Regions from separate parts of the Sus scrofa genome. Here all the other regions are linked to region 3. A link is a contact called in public Hi-C data. All regions are on one chromosome and are shown on one strand. Each heading gives the region's core, a stretch centred on a gene start, on an enhancer-like site or on the middle of the called end of the contact. The rest is flanking DNA. Distances are from core to core; before and after follow the strand shown.

Region 1 (2,938 bases), core at 220-2,719, 170 kb before region 3:
AGGAGCTTTCATATGCTGTGGGTGTGGTTGTTTAAAAAAAAAAGAGAGAACTCAAATGCTATAAAATATGTTCTCTGACTACAACAACAGAATTAAGAAATCAATAACAGCAAGGTATCTGGAAAAATCCCCAAATAGTTGGAAACTAAAAGATATACTTCTAAATACCCTCAGTCAAGGAAGATATCAAAAAGATATTTTAAACTGCTTAAAATTGAAAACATATCCGAGTTTATGGGCTGCTACTGTTCAAGTCAACAAAACTTAGATGAAATATACGAATTTTTGAAAAACATGAGTCAAGCTCACTCAAGAAGAAATAGAAAACCTGAATAGCCCCATATCTTTAAAATTGAGTTTTGAAGTTCTCTTGCAGCACAGCAAGGTAAGGATCACTGCAGCAGCTCAGGTCGCTGCTGTGGTAGGGGTTCCATCCCTGGCCTGGGAACTTCTTCATACCATGGATGTGGCCAAAAGAGAAAAAAATAAGATAAAATAGAATTCCAAATAATCTTTAGAGGAAAAAAAAAGAAAACACTGACTGAGCCACAGAAAGCACCCACCTCCTGACCTCACATGTTGACTTGGAGAAAGTAGAGTCAAGGTGACAGCTTAGCCCAATGTGCCTGGGGAAAGCTGAGTCACAATGAGATCACAGCTCTCCATAAATCTAAAAGTCACTAATCAAACCCACTCGAATCAAATGCACCTGGGTTACACTAAAGAAGGTGGCTAGGAGTGTTCTAATTGCTTGTCCACACCATGACACTCTTTGGCGATTTGTATTCAGTTGAACTTCGTGAGAACAGAGATTTCACCGGAAGGAAAAAAAATTATACACACACACACACATATGTAACCTCCTTGGATAAACCTAAAATGCACACACTTCGCAGCCAAAGTAGTTATGTGAAATGAATAAAAGCCTCCTAAGAGGCTTGGCACACAGTGAGAGTTTCATACACATTCTCTCCCACATGGGGGCGCCCTGGGAATCCCACAGAGCTAGGTAACCTGCCCACACCTGCAAAGCTGCTCACGGGACCTCTTTTCTCTCATTCCCTCTCTTGCGCATCTCCTAAGCGAGAAACGGGAATCTCTGTCCTGAGATCCAATTACCGTGTCGAAATAATTTCAGTGTATTCAAGGAAAAATCAAACACCCTCATTTTGCAGCGGCTCACGGGCGCACGCCCAAGAAAATTACTCAGCATTTGTTTTTCTCCTTTTGGGTTCTCCTACAATAGTTCCTTCAATCCAACTGCAGTGACTCTCTAGACCCTATCGACCCATCACCGTCCGGTTTTGCTTTGCAGGAACAACTTCACCCCGCGGATCAATGTTTGGCTTAGAGGCGGGATCAAAGGAGGTCGAAGCGCTGGGAGGGGGCGGACCGGAGAATGGGGCGTTACGAAACCTTCAGGAACAGCGGCCCCTCCTAGGAGGGGAGGAACCGAGGACCGGAGCCTCATTCTCTGCAACTCACAGCACTGGATCCTAGAACACAGTTCTTCCTGGCTTCTCTGACTGTTGGCAGAGCCTCCGAAACGCGCGGAACCGGTGGCCCACAGCCCAGTCAGCTCTCCACCAAAAGGTCCCGCTCGCCCCACACCCGGCCATGTCGTCCTACACCCGCGTGGCGTTGGTGACTGGCGCCAACAAGGGCATCGGCTTCGCCATCGCGCGTGATCTGTGCCGGCAGTTCTCGGGGGATGTGGTGCTCACCTCGCGGGACGCTGCTCGGGGCCGGGCGGCGGTGCAGCAGCTGCAGGCCGAGGGCCTGAGCCCGCGTTTCCACCAGCTGGACATCGACGACCTGCAGAGCATCCGCGCCCTGCGCGACTTCCTGCGCAAGGAGTATGGGGGACTCAACGTGCTGGTCAACAACGCGGGCATCGCTTTCAAGAGTAGGTGAGGGGGTGGGAGGTCCCCGGGCTCGTCCAGGGTGCGGGACAGCGAGCCGCAGGCGCCCCCCACACGTCCACTTGATTGATCGGGAAAGCAGCGCCCGCCGCTCGGGACGCGCTCAGGTCTCGCCTCGCGCGGCGGTTTTTCGTTTTCTACGGAGTCTCTGGAGCTGTTCGTTTAGCACAAGACCCGCCCGGGTGCCTGGCACAGCGCGCCCCGCCCGCCCGCCGGCCTGTGCGGGCCTGTGCGCGCCAGTGAGCAACCCAGGGCCCTCCCAGGACCGTCAGCTGCTGAGGTTTGCAAGAGAATCGGTCTCCTGGGAGGGAGCCACGCCCTGCCAAGCTCATCAGTTTTCTAATGCAAGAAACATTTTCTCAGAGAAGGGTCTCCAAGCTCCAAGCTTGCCGGGCTTTCGCTTTCCATGAAAAGGCGCATTCATAGATATCGGGCGGCATCTGCTCCGGACAGGAAGTGAATCTCAGAGACACGATTAGCGCGCACTTGCAAGTTAGTGGACTTAAGTCTGTTTAATCGAGAGCTTTGATAGGCTCTAGCACAAAGGAAGCGAGCATGGTTCCCACCCCCCAGAGAACCTAGGTTTGTTATCAAACATATAAGCGTGGTTTTAAGTAGCATCTTCCGGGGGGGAGGGGGCGGGAATCAAAGAAGTTACTACTCCAGTAGGAAAGTCATTGATCTTCCATGCGCTGCAGATAGAAATGAACAGGCCAGTGTCGCATGCAAACCTAGTGCGGAAGGGAAATCTAAGAGGCAGAACCCAAGAAAATGAAACATTGTGAAGCGTTAAACCTTCATCCGCTTGGCCTGGGGCTTCGCAAGTGCGGCCCACCGGCAACTCAGTCTGCGGGATTTCTAGACGCGAGGGCAGGAGGTACCCAACACCCACCTGGAGCCGACAGCGGATAAATAGCCAGCTTCCCCCACCACCGGGGAACGCTGACCTCAGCTGGAAGCTCTCGCCCCTCAGCGTGTGGGCGGTCGACCAGCAGCACCTGTGACCCTGAGCGCTC
Region 2 (2,820 bases), core at 47-2,546, 150 kb before region 3:
TGTTTTGGGGGAAGCAATAGATCCTCTTGGGGATTTGATACAAACTATATACTCTTTCTCCAGAAAATATACACTTACACTAAATATTCTACACAATTTCAACATGTTTGTGGACACCCTATGCTCACCACCCTCAACTCTTTCATGGATGGCCTAGCATTCACGAACCCCAGACTAGATCTGAAAATTCCTAAGGAATGGTGAGGGGTTAAACTGTTAAGAGGCCGCTTGGAGAAATCACAACCTCAACCAACAGATGGCACTGCTTTGGTTGGCTGAGAGCCCCAGCAGGTGCAAGCAGGATATCAGGTGAACTTTGTCTGATTCCTGTCATCAAGGTGCATCTTGCTCTGCAGCAGTCAGGCCAGGTTCGGTCTGGACTGTCCAGATCCAAAGGCTCTTGAGGATGAGAGGAAGAGGTTAGAGCTATCCGAAAATAGAAATCCCATTTAGACTTGATGCGGGTCTCTTTTCTGAGCCAGAGCCCACATAGCTAAACTCTTTCCTCTGATGCCGAGGGTCAGAAAAGTGTGGCCCGTGCGGCTGAGGCACCTTAGCCAGGGTCCCTAAACCTGCTGTGGTCAGAGCTTGTAGGGAAGGGTTCGTTCCGCTACCTCCCCGAGGGTTTGGGTGTGGTCCCCATGTCTCAGTGCCACCAGCCCCATCTTTCTTGAGTCCAACGGCTGTCTTTGTAACTCCAAACCTCTCCTTGGGCAGGCCGATTCACTGACCGATGTCCCTTTCTATTTGGGTGTATGAGATTGGAGGGGTGAAGAAAGGCCCAGGTGAGGGGCGGAGCCATCCTGCCCACCTGTGTTAGACCTTCCCAGGAGCAGACCCGTGGCGAGGGCGGGACCTAGCTGTTCAGGCAGTGAGCGGCGCCCACTGAGGGAAAGCGGCGGAAGGGTGGGGTGGAAGCCTGACGCTGGGGAGTGGGCACCTAGGACCCTCCCCCGCGCGCTGAGGACGCGCCCCCAGGGCCCGCCCCGCTTGCTTCGGTACCGTCTTCTGGTCCCGCCCCCAAGTCAAGGGCCCGCCTCCCGGCCCTGCCCCGAGCGTCGAGGATGCGCCCTCGGCTCTGCCCTACGCACTGAGGGTTCTCCCTTGGCCCCGCCCCCGTGCGCCGAGGACACGCCTCCCAGGTCTGCCCGGTCCTGCCTGCAGAGGACCCCCTCCCTTGGCCCCGCCCCCATGAGCCGAGGGTCTGCTTCTCGACCCAGCCCTCATAGGCCACGCCCTCATAGGCCACGCCCCACGCGCCAAGAGCCCGCCCCATGGCCCCGCCCCCACGCGCCGAAGATCCGCCTCCCAGCCCGCCCAGTGTCCTGGAGCCGCGGCGGCTGGGGCTCCGACGCGGCGCTTCCTCCGCGGTCTCGGCTCTTCGCCGTGCCGCAGCTGCCCACGGCTCTACCAGTCGTGTGCAGGTCGGCTCTTCCGCGCCTCCCTTCGGCGAGCCCGCCGAGAAAGGCCGCCACCCCCGGTAAGTCGGGCCCGCGCCCTCGGCCGCCAGGCGAAGCCGAGGGAACCGGGGCGTCTCCTCCTGCGGGCCCGCGAGCGTCAGGGGCGTTTCCCCCGGGTGCACAGGGTTCGGGCAGCGCGGTGAGGCGGTCTTGGCGTGCAGGTGGTGGTTCCCCCCGAGCACTGCCCGGACCCGCGGCGCACACTGCTGCAGTGCGGGGGCTGCCCTAACGAGGCCCCGAGTGGGCGTGGGCTCCGGCCCAGGACCCCCAAGGGGCAGCCCGGGAGGCTGAATGGGGTCCCCTGCCAGTTCCCTGGCTCCCCGAGGCGAAGGAAGAGCGGCCGGGCCGACGCGGCCTCTCCTCTGGCAGGTGGAGGTCAGGTGGGTCACCGCCTTCCCGCTTCTCACCTCAGCGGCGGATGTTGAAGCTGCGGCTTTGTTTGCCCGCAGTCCTGTTGGGGAGCAGGTTTGGGGATCGAGACCTTTATAAGATAATGGCTTTTCTGTTAAGGGACCACCTCCCACCCCCCCACCCCGAGTCTTTCAGACCGTCCCCAGAAGGGATTCGAGCCGCAGTGCGCGCTCTGCCTGCCCTCCTGGCCCCTGCGTCTGGCAGGATTGCAGGCTGCTGCCGCCCTGGCTGGTCCTTGAGCACCTCACCGCAGCTGCTTATGAAGGCTGTTACCCGCAGGTGTTTCCTTAACCTGGGACAGCTGTCCTACAGTGGGAGAACCTTTGTAGGATTTTTTTGGTAAGCCAGTGGAGGCGCTCCTCTCCCCCCAAATCTTGCCCCCATTCGTGTCTTGCATTTTTTTCCACTACAATTTAATTACCACCCTGAAAGACCCGACTCAAAATAATATGCCCTAGAGTTGATTAAGCCAATTGCAGATGAGCCTTTCTGTGCTGGAGACTAAGGATCATTATCTATTGATAAGTGTCCCCAATTGTGGAGAGTGACTGTTTGACAGTTTTTTGTGTTTTCATCTAACTCAGAAATGGTCTTTCACGCAAACATCTTTTAAATTAACTTGTGTTGGATCTAGCTGGTTGGCTTTTCACTCGAATTTGTTTTTCTAAGAAATTAAGAATGGATAAGGTGAGCCATTTCCTGCTGACATTTGCCTTTTTTTGGGCGGATACATATGCTCTGATAGGCTTGTTTATACTACTCTTCCCCTGTGTATCTAATTGTTACCAGGCTGTAGAATTCTTATCAGTTTTACTGAGCTATTGAACCTCTCACAGAAAAGATATCCAGAATAGATTGCAAAATTATTGTCAAAAGAGCTCTGTAAGGGCTGCACTATTAATTTACCTGTAGGGTAATATAGGTGAGGCTCTATACCTACTCAGTTGTG
Region 3 (2,700 bases), core at 20-2,519:
CAAAACAATAGTGCAAGTTGCACATGAGTGCATAAGGTCCAGTCCCCTATAGTAAATAACAATTAGCATATAGTAAATCTGGAGTCATGTACACCAAATTGTTTATATGCTCTGTTGAAGAGATTGAGGTAAATTTTGTGTTTTATATTTCTGTACTATTTCAGTTTTTACAAAGAAAATGTATTACTTTGACAATTATAAAAATTCAATGGATATTAAAAAAAAAAAAACTTAGGAGTTCCCATCATGGCTCAGTGGTTAACCAATCCGATTAGGAACCATGAGGTTGGGGGTTTGATCCCTGGCCTCACTCAGTTGGTTAAGGATGGGGGGTGGTGAGCTGTGGTGTAGCTCACAGCTGGGGCTCTGATCCCACACGTTGCTGTGGCTCTGCTGTAGGCCGGCGGCTACAGCTCCGATTTGATCCCTAGCCAGGGAAACTCCATATGTCGCAGGTGCGGCCCTAGAAATGGCAAAAAGACAAAAATAAATACATAAATAAATAACTTAAATTCTCAAACTGCAGTGTTTGACAGCCTTGACCAATTCATTTTTATATCCTGCTAACTTAGTCCAATGTCCAGGAAAACGTGGGCAGGGAATAAATGCGCCCAAGCAAAAGGACTTGATAAATCTCATAGGAGAAAGGATTCTTTTTATAAGGATGAAGGATGATAATTTCACAGTAAACCCAAAAGACGCAGTCTTCATTTCATCAATAAGGTTTCAATTGCTTTTTTTCAGTGTAATTCACGGCCAGCCAGGTCAACGGAGTGCATTTTTTTGGGTCTCTAGCACAAGACTTCAAACCTGGGATCCTCAAGCAGCTAAAGGAAAACCCAAAGGAGTTGGTATTGCTAAGAACTCTCTAAAACGGAGCCAGAAGCCGTTGAGGAAGTGTGACTTATGTAAGTCTCTGCCCACACATAAGCTGATCTTTTGACCACTTATCTTCTAGGAAAGGTATCCGGAACATCTGCTCAACGTTTCAGAAATTCAAGGTACTTATCAGGCCCTTACCCTAAATAACCTGTGACAGTCTATCCCTTAGGAACAAATATTTCCTTTGTGTATCAGAGTCAATCATAATTTCTGCAAGACAACTTTAACAACCTTGTGGGTTTTGCATTTATAAGCCTTTCTCTCCCCTCAACACCCTTCTATTTTGCTGGAACCCGTGTATCCCCAATTACAATTCCCAAGACACCCCCCCCGCCCCAAAAAGCTCTTTGTTCTTTTGCAGCCTCCATACTGATTACCGCTTGACAAAGCCTCCAGGTCCACTTAATACAGTCACTTGTTCCTGCCTGAGGCGCCTCACGCATGCGCCCTATCTCGCAGGGCCGCTGAGCTAGAACCAGCTCCCCAGCGAGTCTCTCTCTCTCTCCCTGAACCCCTGGAGGAATTTACCTCCTCTACATTCCCAACTCCCCCGCGCCGGGAGGCGGAAGTGGGTGGGCGGGACCGCCCGCGCGACCCGCCCCGGAAGTGGGCGGGGACTCGAGATCCATAGTAGTCCGCCGCGGTCTCCCAGTCGGATTGCGGCCGAGGCCGGTCCTGGCTTTGTAGCTCGCTTAAGATGGCGGCGCAGTCACCCAGCGGGATCCGCCTCAGTGCGGTGAGCAGCCGCGAGGGGTGGAGCGGGCCGTGTCCCAGGAGGGCGGGCAGGCGGGCAAGCGGGGGGGGGCCGGCAGTGGGCGGTGGCGACTTGTCGGCCGGGCGCGGCGGCTGGGGCCGTGGCCGGACCTGGGGAGGCGGCGGCCATCTCGCTCCCGACGGCGGAGCGGCTCCGTGGCGGGCAGGGCCCGGCCGGGCTACGCGGGACGGGCTGAGTTTCGTTTCTTGGGCGTTAGGTTTCTCTTTTGCTTCCGCGGCTTCGGGGCGGGCCGGGCCCGCAGCCCCTCCTCCTGGCTCCCTCTTGGCTGGCCCGCAGCTGTTGTCTGAGGGCGCGGCCTCGGCGGCCAACCCGCACGCCCCTCAGACCGCGGGTCCCCGGACCCTTCCCGGCCTGCGGGCCCGCGGGGCGTCCCGGAGGGCGAGCGGGGGGCAGTCTGTGGCCAGAAATGCCCGGCGGGCTTGACCTCCCGGCGGTGGGTCCGGGGGAGCGAACTGCCGCTAGCCTTCGTGATTCGTTTAAATTCCAGCCGCTTCCGACCCGTCAAGCCCTCCAGCCCAAATCGCTAGGTCACCACCAGCTCTCCCGTTTCCCCTCTAGTCTGCGGGTCGTGTTGGTTCCGGAGCGCCTCGGGTTCTTGGAAATCCTTCAGCCCGTTTAATATCTAGGAATCTTAAATCCGAGGGAGCAGTCACTCAGTCTGAATTAAAAAGCCTAAAATGTAGGCGTGGCCTTCCTGCCTGGTTATACTTTAAAAGTTGGCGTTGTTATGCAAAAAAAGTACCTCTTCCCTTGAGGATGTTGGCCCTGGCCGAGGAATGGCAGCTCCCGTCTCATTAAGTATTTCATTCACATTGTAATACCTTTGCTTCAGAAGTGGCGTTTTTTTCCCCTTTGAGTTTCATTCATTTAGTCAGATTACTGCCTAGACCTGGTATCATCAGACCGGAACATCTTTCCTGCTGAGTGTGAAATGTATCTGGGTTTACTTTATATTTACTTGACTGTTTGTGGAGTTGAAAGTTTCTCTATTCATAGTCTTTGCACATTTTTCTATTTTCCTTTAAGGGAAATTTTTATTGATT

What was found. A called contact is a pair of places that touch in the nucleus more often than the background predicts.
Region 1: a Hi-C map of liver shows a contact between it and region 3, with 5 times the contacts expected there. The contact joins the promoter of CBR3 here to the promoter of MORC3 in region 3. A contact is called at or near these places in 1 of 5 promoter capture datasets (liver), 1 of 47 Hi-C or Micro-C datasets (liver) and 1 of 2 datasets of contacts at active chromatin or transcription factors (alveolar macrophages).
Region 2: a contact with region 3 is called in a Hi-C map of skeletal muscle, with 3 times the contacts expected there. The contact joins the promoter of DOPEY2 here to the promoter of MORC3 in region 3. A contact is called at or near these places in 1 of 5 promoter capture datasets (liver), 5 of 47 Hi-C or Micro-C datasets (heart right ventricle, liver, mesenteric adipose tissue and 1 more) and 2 of 2 datasets of contacts at active chromatin or transcription factors (alveolar macrophages and skeletal muscle).

Annotation. Positions count from the first base shown.
Region 1 is chr13:199,829,221-199,832,158 of Sscrofa11.1, forward strand. It overlaps CBR3 (carbonyl reductase 3), which reads left to right and starts at 1,470. Exons shown (of 3, transcript NM_001244732.1): 1 at 1,470-1,906. The coding sequence starts at 1,618.
Region 2 is chr13:199,846,726-199,849,545 of Sscrofa11.1, forward strand. DOPEY2 (protein dopey-2) reads left to right here and starts at 1,297. Exons shown (of 39, transcript XM_003132763.4): 1 at 1,297-1,480.
Region 3 is chr13:199,995,675-199,998,374 of Sscrofa11.1, forward strand. MORC3 (MORC family CW-type zinc finger protein 3) reads left to right here and starts at 1,270. Exons shown (of 17, transcript XM_003132764.4): 1 at 1,270-1,618. The coding sequence starts at 1,580.